Regions from separate parts of the Mus musculus genome. Here regions 2 and 3 are each linked to region 1. Evidence: chromatin contacts called from public capture Hi-C and promoter capture Hi-C data. All regions are on one chromosome and are shown on one strand. Each heading gives the region's core, a stretch centred on a gene start, on an enhancer-like site or on the middle of the called end of the contact. The rest is flanking DNA. Distances are from core to core; before and after follow the strand shown.

Region 1 (4,880 bases), core at 1,589-4,088:
CCTGGGCTGCTGCTGACTCTGTCAAAGATAGCATAGTTGCTTTCAGCTCTTGTCAGGAAAGCACATGTAATGGCCGAGAATCACCCAAGATGTTCAGTGCCAGCCTTGAGCCAACACTTCCCCTTGTAGCAGGGTGTGGGGCAGGCTTTTAGGGCACTGAAGGCTCTGCAGGGACAGGTCTCTCTCCTCCAACCCAGGCTCTGTCCCTGAACCCAGCAAAACCCAGTATGGAGACCCCAAGGTTACTAAATCAGATGGCCTTTGACTACTCTCACTGGTAAGGTCATGTCTTCTCAGCATGACTCTACCAGCCAGGAGAGAACCCATGCTGAGGTCCAACAGGAACAGGGCAGAACCCTGGGTGGTACTGAAATACAGGTGTGAACTAACCCATGGCTGAATTCCTCTAAGGCTGGTCGAATCCGACATGGAGCAGCTGAGCCTGGCCAGGAAAGGCTGGGTCCTAACAAAGCAACTCAGCCTCACGTGAGACCAGCTTCCTACAGTATACTTCCCCGGGCCAGGACCATGTCTCCTGTGCTTCCTCCAGGATTTCTTGGAGGAAGTTCGCTGCCTAGCTCACACACGTCCTCCCAGAAGTCTTCCTAGACTTTCACTAGGGAAATGAACACATGCAGATAAGCAGGACCTGTCTGCAATTCACCCAAGCCCCGCTTTCCACACTGGTTGTACTTGGCGGCCTCTGGAATCTGATCTGAGATCATCGTGCCTGCCCCCCAGTGTACCACAGTGGCCACTCAAAGGATGCCACAACCAAAGTTTCCACAGCCTAGCTGCTGAGGAGGGAACTGGCCCTCCTATACCCACAGAAGCCTTTTCCTGGTCTTTACTCCAAAAGGTGTTCTGGTTACTTTAGGAAGCATGGCCACTAGCTTTCCTGTGAACAGGTCCAGAGCTACAGTGCTCACCTCCCTTCCCCGGTGCTGAGCACCTGCTGAGGCTCAGGATGACATTTTGCTGGCAACCTTGGTTGAACCCAGCCACATGGAGTCTCAGTGTGATAACTCCAGCAGGGTGACCCCATTGTCCTATGTAACACCAGGGCATCCCCATACCTACCACATCAATGAGCTGAGCAATCGACAAGCCAAAGCGGACAAGGACCACATCTGAGATATTGGCTACTGGCCGAGACCACTTGTTGTAGCCAGAGAAGAGTCTCTTCAGGAGCCGCTCCTCCGCATGGGCCCGGGTCTCTATGTGGCTGCTAGCTGTGGGGGAGGCAGAAAGTTTAAGGACAGGTGACCACAGAAGCTGCTGCTCTAGCCCCACACCAGACCCCATGCCATCACAGCCCTTCCTTCTGATTTCTCTTCCACCTCAGGCCCCTGGGCATGCTGCCTTGTCGTCGTCGTCCCCCCCCCCCCCCCGCACCTCCACTCCTCCCCTCAAGGAAGCCTTTCCAGGGCCCCAAGAATGAATGGATCAGGCCCTCCTGCACTCCACCAGGAAAACAAGACAACTGACATAGTGAACACTGAATTAATGGGGTAGAGCTCCCCTGCAGACAATCACTTTGGATGGAAGTGCCCTATCTCCAGTGACCGGCAGAGACAAAGGATGTAAAGGGACAGCAGGGGTTGGGGGGTGGGGCTGGGTGGCAGAAGGTGTATGGGGCAGCTAGGATGGGTGGTGGTGGTGAATGAAAGAGGACTGTGCACCACATCTCATGGCTGCAGGAGCTTGAGCCTCTGTCCACAGGAGTGGTCCTGCTGCCTGGGCTTCTAGGGTACAGCCTGACAATGAACGCAGAGCCTCGGGGCTGCCAGGACCTTGTGTTCATAGACGGATATAAGATTCCATGGATAAGCGCCACACTGCTTCATGAAGAGGGTGCCCCCTCATTCCACCAGCCAGCAGCCCATCTGTGTCCTCTCCATTGGCCCCCTACGTGGCTAGGGGGCCTCCCTACCTCCATTTGCTGGGTTGCTGCATCAAAAGAGGGGGTTGGGAAGAAAGAGGGGAGCCTCTGCTGTCTACTGGCTCTTGCTCACCTGAGAGACATGGGAACTCCTTAGGAGAGGACTCCTAGAGTCCCCCCCCCCCCAGCCTCCCCACCTCAACCTCATTCTTCCTGGTGTCTTGAACCGACCAGTAAGGCATAACCCCTCTGCTCAGTGGGAAGGCCAGGATTAAATAACTGCAGGAAGCCCCATCACGGGTTAGAGTGAAAGGTGTCCGCTCAGAGGAAGAGAGGTGGAGGAAGCCTGGGGGAGCAGAAAGGGTAGGGTGGAACTCCGGGGGGTGGTAGGGGTAGATCCCTGAAAACAGGGACAGACATGGGGGCGGTCTGAAGGCGAGATTTGGCTGGATGGAACCTCCCTCCTAGGTGGACTCCACCTCTATCCTACTTGGAGGTTCTGATTCCAGCTCCGAAATGCAGTCAGACCACCCCCCCCCCCGCCTTTACTCAAACCCCCTCTCCCAGCACTTGGAGGCTGATTCCTTCCTCTCTGGCTCAGCTAGCACTGCAGGACATCGAAGCTGTAGTGGGTGGAGGAGTCTCTGTGGCTATCCCGTTGCTCGCACCCGCGGCTTGGAACCGCAGCCCCGGGCCTCCTCTCCCCTAGCCCCGGAGTCCTAGGTGCCAGGACCCGGGAGAAAAAGGCCCGTTTCGCGTTTCGAAACTTACCAGGCAAGAGGCCGGTCCCTAAGAGCAGCAGGAGCGGCAGGAGCAGCAGCGGCGGCGGCGCCCCGGAGCCCCCGATCTCCATGGCTCACAGAACGGGCTCTAGACGAGGGCGGCTCCCGGCAGTACCGCGCCTCCGCTCCGAGACCCGCGCGCACCCAACTTCATGCCCCGTGTCGCGGCCGCTCGTCCCCAAACCGGGCTCCGCAGCTCGTCCCGCGGGGTGCGGCGGCGGGGCGGGAGCTCGAGGTTGTGGGCTCCGCGGCGCGGCCCCGCCCGGACCTGCAGCCTCCAGCCGCCGGCGAGAGGGGAGGAGGGGGAGGGACTGAAGGGAGGAGGGAGAGAGCGGGAGGAGGGGGCGGACCGGGCCCCGAGGGTATGTGGAGGCCGTGCTCTGCCCCTTGTGGGGGTAAAGTTTCCTTGTCCTCCTGAGGCTCCCGACATGCCGGGAGGGGCTGGGGACTCCGTGGTCATTCCAGTCATCTCGGCGCCTTTTGGAAATGAGCCCCTAACCCTGGTCTCCAGCCCTAACCCTGCCGGCAGCGTGAAGACTGCGGGTGCGCATTCAGGGACTGTGCGCGCGAGGAGGGCGCCCTGTTGGGCACTGGCTAACTCCATCACTTCACCCCTCCTTGGCGTGACTGTTTGCATTTTAGAAATAACAAGTCTCCTTCCTTAGCCCAACCCTGAGAGGAAAGAACCCACTCCCCATCAGCCTTCCGCCCTCCTCCTGCACCGCAAGTCCAAGAATCATCCTGTGACGCCCAGGCCCCGTGTCACCTTTTTAGTGAGAAGAACCTGGTATCCAGACCTTCGCAGGGCCAGCTAGGGACCAAGGTCCATCTTTGTCCTTTTTAAGCGTGCAGATTCTCTGCCCCTGCCTTCTCGGTAAACTGTCAGCATGAAAGCAGTTCCCTACCCCAGCTCTGTGGGCAGCGAGCTACTGGCCAGAGAGGAGAGGTGCTTGGAGACAAGCTGTAGGGTGCTAGGGATGGTCCTGAGGGATGCCACTAAGGAGAAGGTGCTCGAGTACTTTGGTTCCTAGAGTGCTTTGGTGGCACGCGGGGGGGCGGGGGGGAGGCTGGGGGGGAGGTGCGAGAGGGAGGGGGCATCTAAGCAGCAGGTGATGGAAGGAGAGACAACGGGTTCCCAAGAAGAAAGAAACCCTGTCCAACACCAAAAGCCAGATCCCAACCATGCCTTGTCCCAGAGACTCTGCCGTTGACTCCAAGCCCCAAGATGGAGACAATCCTGAAGTTGAAGGCAAGAAAGTGCTGTCCCTGTCCCTATAGCACATACCTCTCTGTTCCCAGACATGGTGGCTCTGAGGTTGACTGTCCCTTTGACCTTCCGTACCGACCCCCCAACCCCAACAGTACAGGGCTCCCATGCCTACCCTCCTCTTTCCCATCTCCCTACCTTGCTCCACCCCCCTCCTCTGTATGCCCCTCCAACAGTAGTGTACCTAGCTCTCTTGCCTGCTGGCCTACAGTGAATACATATGTCACATACCTGCTCTGGAACCTTCAGACTCCTCCAGGTCACAGGAGCCATCTGCCTACGCTCTGTAAGCAAAGCCTACAATAGGACTTCTCAAATACTCTCCTCCAGGGCAGATCACCTTCGCAGTGGCCATTGTTCTCCTCCTGTGCCCTCCTAGATGCTGGCCCAAACACTGAGGGTGTGTTGGTATGCCAGACTCCCACAGTACCCTCAAAGGCTAATTCTTTTACCTATGCCTTCCCAGGTGGGTGCAAGAAGATTTAAGCAACTTGCTCATGATCACACATTCAGTAGTGGGATCCTAAAACAGGCTATCGAGCTTTAGAGTAGGCACCCTGACCTCATGCGAAGAATGTTCTTTGGGTAGCCGTTCCCTTTCTGCCTGGAGACTTTCCAGGAGCCAAGGGAAAGCTTGGCTTTCTCAGTAGACCTCTGCTCTTTCCACGCTCACCACTAGGGCTAGTCCCCCCGATTAGCTTGTCCTCATCCACCTCTGTCCCCCAAAGAGTCAGACCATGGCTCCACGCTTCATGTATGTGTTAGTCCATTCCTGCACTAGCCAGGTATTCCTAAGCACACTTGTAGGCTTGGATGAACAAATCAGCCTGTGGCTGAGCACTGCCTGTGGGGCAGAAAGCAAGCCTGTGTAAGGCTTAGCATGGTGGACCCCGAGGGATCTGGGGAGAGCAGTGAGGCCAACAGGTCCCACATGGGAAAACTGCAGCTG
Region 2 (4,880 bases), core at 1,688-4,187, 750 kb before region 1:
TTGAACCTCAGGTTCCCTCCCGTTCCTGCCCCTCCCAGTCCCTCACTTGCTCCAAGGATCCTTACACATCTCAAGGGCCCCTATTTGCAACTCGGGGTCCCCATCTACCTCCTAGGCCACCCATGTGCTTCGTGAGGCCTCCAGTACTGCAAGGGCCCTTACTTTCCTCTCAGGAGCCCTACCTGAACCTCAGATCCCCCCACACCTGTTCAATGGGGCCCCTATCTGTTCTGTAGAGCTCCCACCTGATTCTCAGGGTCCCCACCTGCTCCTCAGTCTCACCTGCCTCCAAGAGAGCCCACCTGAACCTCAGACCCTTCACCTGCCCCCCACAGCTCCCCTTGAGTGGCCTCTGAGAAGAGGCAGGGATTTTCCAGTCAGTCAGCAGGTCAGCAGGCTGAGGTCCCCGAGGAGAGCTCCTACCTCAGCCCCGAGTGCTGGCCTGGGCTTTGAATAGGCTTCTTGTCCTTCTTAGTCTTGGGTCAGTTGCTTTACCCCCTGAGCCCATGTTTCCTCATCTGGGGGTAATGACGCACCCTGTCCTATACTGAGTTTTCTGTGAGACTGACTCTCACTAGTATTAAATGGTCCAGGCAGAAGGCAGGTGGCACAAACTCTGTGTGTGACAGAGGGAACCCTGAACCTCTTATCTCCCTCACGTATAGACCCCTGGCAGCTAACAGTGCCCTCCCTCATTATGACCAACCGGAATCTCACAAACAAAAAGACCTTTTTTGGGAAGTCAGATCCATTCCCGAGTTTAGAGAAGAGGCCTGTCATCAACAGTGGTCACAAAGTGCTTACTAGTCCATGGGTCTTGGTGACCATTCCCAGGGAAGGTGCCATCCATTCCTTATAGATAAAGACTCATGGTCCCATCTGTGGCTCCCAGTAAGACTAGTGTCATTTGGCCCAGTGGCAAAGCCCAAGTGTTAGGTCAGTGGCCATATCTGGGTGTTGTTCTCTGGGGCAGCTGGAGCCCTGGACTCCTCCTGTTGACTGGCCATGTCACTGGTGGGTAATGGCAGCTGACTTCATTCCCTCTCAGGAGTGCTAAGTCAGAGGAGGCCAATGACAGCCACCCTGTCTGATTGTCCTTAATGCCTAGCCCCCTGTCTTTTATCAGGCCCTCAAGGGACGAGGACTCTCAGCAGACCTGGTTTTGTGTCTTTAAGGATGGTCTGATGGTCTGGTCTATTCATCTAGACCAGATGTGGCCTACGTAGCCACAAAAGTCAGCATTGACCACAGCGGTGGTAACAGCAGCAGTTGCTGTTGCACATTGTACCTCTGTACCTATATTTCACTAGGGATTTTCTGGCTCAGGCAAGCTAACATCGTCCCAGCGTTTAGCCAAGGAAGCCAAGCTGTTACTTGGCCTACCTTGGCAGGGCCAAGCAACACCACCAGAACGTGGTTGGAGCCCATTTGACCTTGGAGGATGTACTGAGCATCTCATGCTATGGAATCAGCCTGCAGGCATGGGGCAGACCAGAGGCAAGAAGGCAGAAGCTGGATTTGAACCAACCAGAGTCTAGCTGGTCCATCTCATCTCATTCTCTGTGTGGGATGCTGCTGTGACGGACAAAGCATCCCACAGTGGTTTCAGACAAGCTACTTGTCTGGTTGTGCCTTGGTTTTCCCATTCATAAATCTGGTAGTGGTGACTGGGGAGGCAGAAGGAGCCTGGTATGTAGCGGGAGCTTCCATGTGTGCTCCAGAGAGGGCTGGGCAGGGAACACAGTGCTTCTAACCCATGTGTTCCCACATCTCATCATGGTCACCCATAGAAGCTCCTATTTGATAGAGACTTGAGATCAGAAATGTTATATATCTACAATCACCAGCTCACACGAGATATGGCCTAGACACAAAAAGACCTCCTAGCAACCGCTTTGGTCAGTCGGGTGGTGGGCTTTATCGAGAGACGCTTTCTTGGTGGCTTTGGATCTCTCTGATACATAGGCCCCGATAGACAGGCAGCCACCACAGACAGAACAACGCTTTCAGTTTGAGAAACCCACATCTGAGTCCATGCCCAAAGTAAACGCCTTTGCACAAGTTCAGCCCATCCCCCCGCCACGCACACCCCTTGCACGGGGTTAAGGATGGCTGTGTACACACAGGCAGGTGGGCACGAACATTTGCACGCCCCATGCTTGTGCGCACACTGCCTACCAGGGCACAAGTAAAAAAATAAGGCAGCTTAGGTAACAGGTCAGGTAACAGAGGGCCCTGCAACCTGACTCCCGCCTTCCAGGCCTGGGGGCGGGGGACGGAATAGGCTAGTGATTGATCTTACTGTCTCCCAATGCCTGCTGAAGTACTTAGAGCCACTGCCTCAATCTTAGGGCCTGACAATGTCCCCAGGCATGCTCTGAGCTATGGGTGGCTGGACCTGGCTTTGTGCTCCTTTCTTTTCCGTGGCTGCAAAGTCTCTGGACCCACAAGGAAGGGGACAGTGAGTGATCCAAGACACAGTGCTGGCCACCAGCCTATTTCTAGGTCCTGGAACCCCTTGCAGAGATGGGGGCCACAGTGTCATACCTGGCTTTGCTTTTGCTGCACCCAAATTGCTGCCCAGGAAATCCTTGAGTCTTCCTCCTCCTTGCTTGGTCCCCAGGACCAGGCATCAGGTAGTCCTCCATACCACACACAGTGAAGGCAGGCCAGCCTGCCTGTCCCTGCCTCCCGCCTCCCAGGCTTTCTGCTTCCTGTCTCCGGCCTCCTGCTATGAAGCCTGAGCTGGGTCTCTAGCCCCCTTGGTGAGCACCCCAACGACTCCAGTCCACCCGGCTCCTGGAAGGGCCCTGTCTGCTGTAATCGTGTACTCACATGGCCACTTGGCCAGCCTTGGACCTCCAGGGGCCTCGGTCCTCAGTGATCCCCACCCGGGAGAGATAGGAGCGAGCAGTATGAACTTGCAAGACAGAATTTTGACCAAACCCGCCTGACAGGTTTCCGATTCTCCCAGCCGGGAGCTGCAAGGAGGCAGGGACTGACTAAAGCCGCCAGACTGGTCTGGCCATCTCTGGGAGAGTGGAAGAACCGGCTGGCCATGTGCATAGAGCTGAATTGTTTCTCCCTAATCCGAGCCGCCTGGGTGCCTCAGCTTGACCATCTCCGCAGCATCCTGTGTGACTCTGGACAGGAGTACTGGCCAGCCCAGAGCACAGGCAGGCTGTGTGGGCCTTTATGAAGGAAGGGGAGATGCTGTTGGCCTTGCCACTCGGGAGTCAGATGTTTAGAGGACCCTTATGCTATCTACATCCAGCTTGCCTTGGGTTGACCTTGAGCAGGTGAAGTTTTCCTGTCTAACCTTTATATTTTTAGTCTGCGGCCAGAATGACATTGGATAGATAGAGTTCAATAGTCCTGACTTTGTGGATTAAACAAACAAAACAAAACAAAACAAAACAAAACAAAACAAAACAAAACAAAACACCCAGGGTGTGAGCCTCTGGAGACTACTATTTAGAGACATCACTGGGTCTGGGGCTCTGCAGTACCCATTGTGGCCTTCCTGAGACAGACAGCTGGCTTCTGCTCATTGGTAGAGGTGGTTAGGGGCTAAGCCTCAGGTTGTGGGTATCACAGTGGATGGGCATCTCTGGATTTCAGGATGACCCTGATGAGTAGAACCATGGCGTGACACATAGGGCAGGGGCTGGCTTGGACAGTGACATTGTGGCTGCACTCCTGCAGGAAACAGAGTCCTCTGAGGCTATGGATGCCCTGCCCCCTTCTCTCTCTCGCTCACGTGCCTTTCAACATCTCTTACTCCAGCTTGCCTGACTCTGCCCAGAAGCAAGCAGGCTCCCTCGCTCACACACGGAGCCACAGAAGGTAGGTAATGAGGGTCTGTAGAGCAACCACGTTGACTAGGAGAGGAGGAAGTCTTGGGTCTTGAAGGATAGAAGACTTCCTGCTGCTGGCAGCTGGCCCTGAGCTTAGGGTGAGAATGGATGGTCTTAGGTAAGGATGACTGTCTAGGCTCCAGGAAGAGGAAGATTTTAGGCTATAGAGCACTAGAGACACATTGCATATTCTTTACCTTCTGTCTGGACCTTTGTGAGAGGTGTCTGCCTGCTCAGCACGTGTGTATCTGTTCGTTGCATGGGCTCCACAGGAGGGAGAGGGCATGTTCCCTGTGGGCTCAGCCTGAGAGAAAGGGGACTTGTGTGCAAGTAGACAGAGGCTTTGCCTGTTTTTGGCTAATGTCTGAAGTGCACCCCCCCCTCCCCCAATATGTTGACTTCTTAACACCGAGGCTGTAGTACTTGGGGACTTGGGTGGCAATCGGGACATAAAGGACAGAGCCCCATGAATAGCACCAGTGCTCTTACAGAGAGCAGAGAGCTCTGCCCCACTTTGCCAGGTGACACAGACAGAAGGTTGTCATCAGATCTGCTTTTGGACTTTCTTCATCCAAGACCACGAGAGGTATACCTTTGTCTTCTGTCGGCCCTAGCCTAAGACATTGTGCAGCAGCCCCTGGCTCAGCCAGGTCTGGTGCACAAGTCTTGGCATTTGAAAGCAGCTGGCTGTAGTTCCTCAGCTCGTGACTGTTCGATAGGTGCTATGTTGTGCTATGTGTATGGACTTTTTCTGATGTGTGTGGCAGGGTCTACAGGCTAGAGGCTTTGTGTATCTGTCTAGGGGACTGTACATACATTCCTGGGGGCTGTGCGTGCATGCCTAGAGGTTGAATGTGCATGTCTAGAGGCTGTGTATGCATGCCTTGGGACTGTGTGTGCGCATGCCTGGGGATGTGTGTACATGCCCTGGTGTGTGTACACAGGTCTGGTGAATTCTCTGTGGGGAGGAAAAGCCACATGCTTCATGCCAGCAGTGTAGGCTTATCTCTCGACCAGAGCTGA
Region 3 (4,880 bases), core at 1,451-3,950, 540 kb before region 1:
AGAAGCCTCCTATAATAGTGATCTAGGGGCCAGAGAAAGGAGGCACGGAATCTGAGCAGACACGGCCTCCTTTTACTGGGGCCTGTTGGACACAATGAGTAGGTGACACCACTGTTGTCTGTGTCTGTGTGAGCAGTGAGTGCTGGGGGTCACAGGGTCAGTTATCAAACCACACAAACAAGGATGTCAGCTCCTAGGAAGGTGCCTGCTGCAGCCTTTTTTTTTTTTTGGTGGCTCTTTGAACTTGGCTTTCACACGAAGATAATAGCTTAAAATTCCACATAATGATGGGACTCAGCCTTATCCATATCACACCAGGGACCTAGGAGGCTGAAATCATCCTGTATTCTAGCTACGTCTGGAATCAGTGGACTTGGGCCTTGCAGCAGAGGAGATGGGTCAGCTCTGGCCCTGGAAGTGGGTCCAGACCAGAGCAGCTGGGACTCCCTACAGCCCACCCAGGTTTCCTGATCCCCACACAGTGGTGACTCGTGCGTCTAGAGCTTTGCTTGCCCATAGCTATGAGGTGCTTCGATCTGTCCGTGTGCAGCTGGAGCGATTGGTGTTATAGCCGGGTCACCTATGGACACATCTGGATCCAGGCTTGACTCCGGTGCAAGGTGCTCAATGACATGTTACTCAGAGAGGGAACCTGTTGGGAAGCATGGATTGGAAATGAAAATGTGCAATTAAAGGTTCTGCGTGAGCCTTCCTGGCTCAGAGCACAAAGAACAATCTAGAAGTATCCGGAGTCGTGGCCACTGGGGAGCCCCTGTGAGGGCCTGCACCATCTCTATGCACATCCAGGGCTTCTGGATGGTATTTTCCTAGCTGGTTTTAAGCAAATACCTTGTCATAATATGTGTGCTAAGTTGCCATTTATGATTTTTTTTAAAAAGCTTTGACGCTATCGGAAAAGAAAGCTTTGGAGACACAAGGCTGGCTTAGCCAAAAGGTCAGGACTAGAAAACTAAACATGAACTCATGCTGCCTTTGAGATGGCCTCTCCCACGTGGCTGCAGCTCCTGTTGCCAAACGGATATACTGCTGTGGTCACCGTCTAGGACCCTCCTCTGGGGAATCCCCTGATGGAGGAGGCCAGACGGCACTGTTGGTGGTTGAGTTTGGGTGAGACCAAGGACACCACAGGGGAGTGAGACATGGGATCATATATAGCCTAGTGCTACTACTTCCTAATCATGCAGGCCCTCCCCAGCCCTCCCCATGCTCATTAAGTTGGTGCACAGAATCTGTCGGAGAACAAATCTAGTCTCAAGCCCACCTTACCCGCAGTCAATGGGCAAGCAGCCACAACCCATCAGGGCAGGTTTCAAGTTCCCTTCCACAATGGAAGAAGCTGAGGCTTGCCCAAATATTAGAAGCCTGGTCAACCCCTACACCCTCAGCCTGCTGTACTGGCTTCTCTTAAGGGGACACAGTAGTTTCCTTTGGAAACCAAGTGTTTAAGCACTGCTTTTCATGTGTTAACATTCTGTGGAGGGCACCAGCTTTTGTGTGAGTAGGCACTGAAGCCTGAGGGTCGCTGGCTGCGCAGGGATCCCTGGTCTGGGTCAAAGCCTCACCCACTTCTCTCATTACCCTTTCTCTCCCCCACTCAGGACCCCTAGTTCCAGCGCAGCAGGTACAGCCAGCCAGGTCCATGCAGGGACGGCAATCCCTGAGCCTTCCTTCCCTCCTGCCCTGGGACTCTCCAGGATCCAGGGAGGAGTTTTCTGGAGGAAGAGGGCAGGAGAAAGGCTGAGAGAGCCAAGTGGGGAAATAGAGGCAAGGGCCCTGGGGCAAGCAAGATGGCAGCAAGCCTGGAAGCTCTGGCCAGGGCCCCTGCCAAAGAGGACAAGATGAAAAGACCTTTGTTCCCCGGGTCCCTGACTGGGGCAGGGTCCCCTGAGAAAAGCTGTGCTGGGCTGAGTGCACAGGCTTCAGGGTTTCCTGCAAGGACAGACGCAGCTCTGTGTCGCCCACAAACCTGCCCTTCCCCTCTGAAACGACAGGGCACCAGCTCTGAGAGTCACTGCTAGTGACCAAATCCAGGTGGCTACAGGAGGGCAGAAGGTCCCATCATACCCAAAGGCAGCTAAGACCGTGAGACTGCGTGGAGAGATGGGCTGCTCTAACTTCCTGCTCTATGCTTTCCTTCACCAGACCCTTCACAGGCTAGAGGGCCCCCCTGGGTGCTTCTGGCACCCCACAGGCACCCAGAAGGGAGGAGGTCGAGGCAGTTGTACAAAGGCCCTGACTTATCAGCAGGGTGCCGCCTCCTTCTCCGCCTTCCCCTCGAGTACACCCTCGTGTCACTAAGGGAGCTGAAGACGGCTACGGGGAGCTTTCTTTTTGGGGTGGGAGAAGTTGGGACCAACGATCGTGAAAGAAAGATCGTGCTGCCCAGGAGAGGTTGAAAGGAAAGATCCAATATCCCCTCATTCTCCCTCGCCTGGTAGGGAATTCTGCTTCCTGGGGTACTCATCCTAGCCCAGGTGGTCCCCGGGAGCGTGCAGGAGCAACCGTCAGCCAGTATCCGGGTGGGGAGGGGACAGTGGCTGTGGCGTCTCTGACTCTCCAACACCCACCCTCCTCCACTGCTGGGCGCGCCGCGCAGCCGCCAGCTCAGTGGAAGCGCGAGGAGCCCGGCAGGCTCCGGCGCAGCAGGAGGTGTGCGAAGTCGGGTGCGGGAAGAGCTCCAAGCAGAAGAGGGAGAACGAGGGTGAGCACGCTGGGCAGCCGTGCGTGCGCTCCTCTCTGCGCCACAGGCTCGCCCAACGAAGCACAAGCCAGCAGGGTCGCGGTCCTGAGGACATCGCTGCCACCCAGGAGTGCAGAGAACCAACCACAGAATCTGGAGGTCGGTAGCAGCCCCGATCTAGGCAGGCTCGGAGCCAGGGGGGGTGCCGAGGAAGAACCGGAAAGCAGATCCCAGACTCTGAAGGAGAAAGAAGAGTGGATCCCTGAGCCGGCACGTCTCGAGCCCCAGAGCTCCCAGGATCTCCTGGATAGCTGGCTTCGCCGCCGGACGGCACGCCCCCCTTAGCTTCCACACCCTCTCCTCTGAGCGCCTCCTCATCTGCCCCTGGAGGGACTTTCACCTTCAAAGGTGCAGGACAAAGCCGCATATCTGGCGCCCACCATGCACCTCAACAGCTCCGTGCAGCAGGGAGCCCCAAGTGAACCCGGTGCCCAGCCCTTCCCACATCCACAGTTCGGACTGGAGACGATGCTCCTGGCGCTCAGCTTGAGCAATGGTTCTGGCAATTCCTCAGAATCCATCCTGGAGCCCAACAGCAACCTGGACGTGAACACTGACATTTATTCCAAGGTGCTGGTGACCGCTGTATACCTGGCACTTTTTGTGGTGGGCACTGTGGGCAACTCGGTGACAGCCTTCACTCTAGCGCGGAAGAAGTCGCTGCAGAGCCTGCAGAGCACTGTGCATTACCACCTGGGTAGCCTGGCACTGTCTGACCTGCTCATCCTGCTGCTGGCCATGCCCGTGGAGCTGTACAACTTCATCTGGGTGCACCATCCCTGGGCCTTTGGGGATGCTGGCTGCCGTGGCTACTATTTCCTGCGAGATGCCTGCACCTATGCCACAGCCCTCAATGTAGCCAGCCTGAGTGTGGAGCGCTACTTGGCCATCTGCCATCCCTTCAAGGCCAAGACCCTCATGTCCCGCAGCCGCACCAAGAAATTCATCAGTGCCATATGGCTAGCCTCGGCGCTGCTGGCTGTACCCATGCTTTTCACCATGGGCCTGCAGAACCGCAGTGCCGATGGCCAGCACCCTGGTGGCCTGGTGTGCACACCCACGGTGGACACAGCCACCGTCAAGGTCGTCATCCAGGTAAGAACATCTAAAAGGGGACTCTCTGAGCTGTGGCACATTAGAGGGCACACCAGGGCAGCTGGTTTCCCGTCTGGCTGTTTCTTTCTATTGGAGCCACACAGAGACTTTTAGCAGTGTCACCTCAGAAGTCCCGGTGATTCAAGGCACCACCTGGGGAGAGACACAGCCGTGTTGCCTTGTGGAAAGAACTGTGCCTCAGAAGCACTTTATTCTTCTCCCTTGTCCCAAAGTAGGCCCCAGTGACATCATACTGAGCAACATATGGAGAGCGCTCAGCAAGGCTCCTCTTAGGAGGTTGGGAAGGGGCGGGGCATAGCCATCAACTCCTCCTCAACTTTTCACTCCCAGTTGCATGCCCCTCCCTGCTTCCTCCCCTCCTGTTGAAGGGGGCTTGAGCCCCAATCAGTGACTTCTGTTTACTGTAAGCCCGAGGATACTCTCAGGGAAGAAGGTTGCCATCAGCCATCAGGAATCCCTGACTTCCCAGGCTGAGTCCCCAAGGCCTTCTGGCTGCCTCTCCTGGACCCAAATCCAAGAGCTGGAGCTTTAATCTTGGAATTGTTCCCAGTTGAGTTACACTTTCCCTGTCTGTGAAGGGAGGTGATCAAAACATGGTCAGGAGGGCTCAGAGAGGGGTTTGCAGGCCCCCAGTCTGAAGCACTCCAGGCCCTTGCTGCTGTTAGTGCTGTTTCTGCAGAGCAATCTGAAGTGTCTTTGGTATGACGAGGTAAAGAAAAAAAGATTGGGATGATAGACTACAGTCCTCTGCGGTCTGAGCGTAGCACCAGGGGACCAGATGGGAGCCCTCCTCGGAAGTTACCAGCAGAGTAACTCAACATGGCAGAAAGCTCATCAGGAGCAGACCTTGAGGTGGGAAGGGGGCATCCACAGGGGCAGCCAGAGCAGAAGTGACATTTTAAGCCAGGCATGGTTGATTGTGCCAATACTCCAGAGGCTGAGGCAGGAGGATTACAAGTTTGAGGCAAGCTGGAAAGTAAGAACAACAACCAGGAAGGAGGCG

The links. Promoter capture Hi-C pulls out the DNA fragments that hold promoters and counts their contacts. Capture Hi-C pulls out chosen DNA fragments and counts their contacts.
Region 2: a capture Hi-C map of embryonic stem cells shows a contact between it and region 1, with 2.6 times the contacts expected there. The contact joins the promoter of Rbbp8nl here to the promoter of Chrna4 in region 1. A contact is called at or near these places in 9 of 39 promoter capture datasets (the 3T3-L1 cell line, 3T3-L1-derived adipocytes, the HPC-7 cell line and 5 more) and 1 of 9 other capture datasets (embryonic stem cells).
Region 3: a contact with region 1 is called in a promoter capture Hi-C map of stem cell-derived epiblast-like cells, with 3 times the contacts expected there. The contact joins the promoter of Ntsr1 here to the promoter of Chrna4 in region 1. A contact is called at or near these places in 2 of 39 promoter capture datasets (liver and stem cell-derived epiblast-like cells), 1 of 115 datasets of contacts at active chromatin or transcription factors (embryonic stem cells) and 1 of 9 other capture datasets (embryonic stem cells).

The regions. Positions count from the first base shown.
Region 1 is chr2:181,036,339-181,041,218 of GRCm38.p6, forward strand. It overlaps Chrna4 (cholinergic receptor, nicotinic, alpha polypeptide 4), which reads right to left and starts at 2,839. Exons shown (of 6, transcript NM_015730.5): 1 at 2,654-2,839; 2 at 1,081-1,232. The coding sequence starts at 2,735.
Region 2 is chr2:180,286,942-180,291,821 of GRCm38.p6, forward strand. Rbbp8nl (RBBP8 N-terminal like) reads right to left here and starts at 2,938. Exons shown (of 13, transcript NM_173031.3): 1 at 2,836-2,938. It overlaps Gm29943 (a long non-coding RNA gene), which reads left to right and starts at 3,754. Exons shown (of 3, transcript XR_867153.1): 1 at 3,754-3,846.
Region 3 is chr2:180,497,276-180,502,155 of GRCm38.p6, forward strand. It overlaps Ntsr1 (neurotensin receptor 1), which reads left to right and starts at 2,701. Exons shown (of 4, transcript NM_018766.2): 1 at 2,701-3,856. The coding sequence starts at 3,143.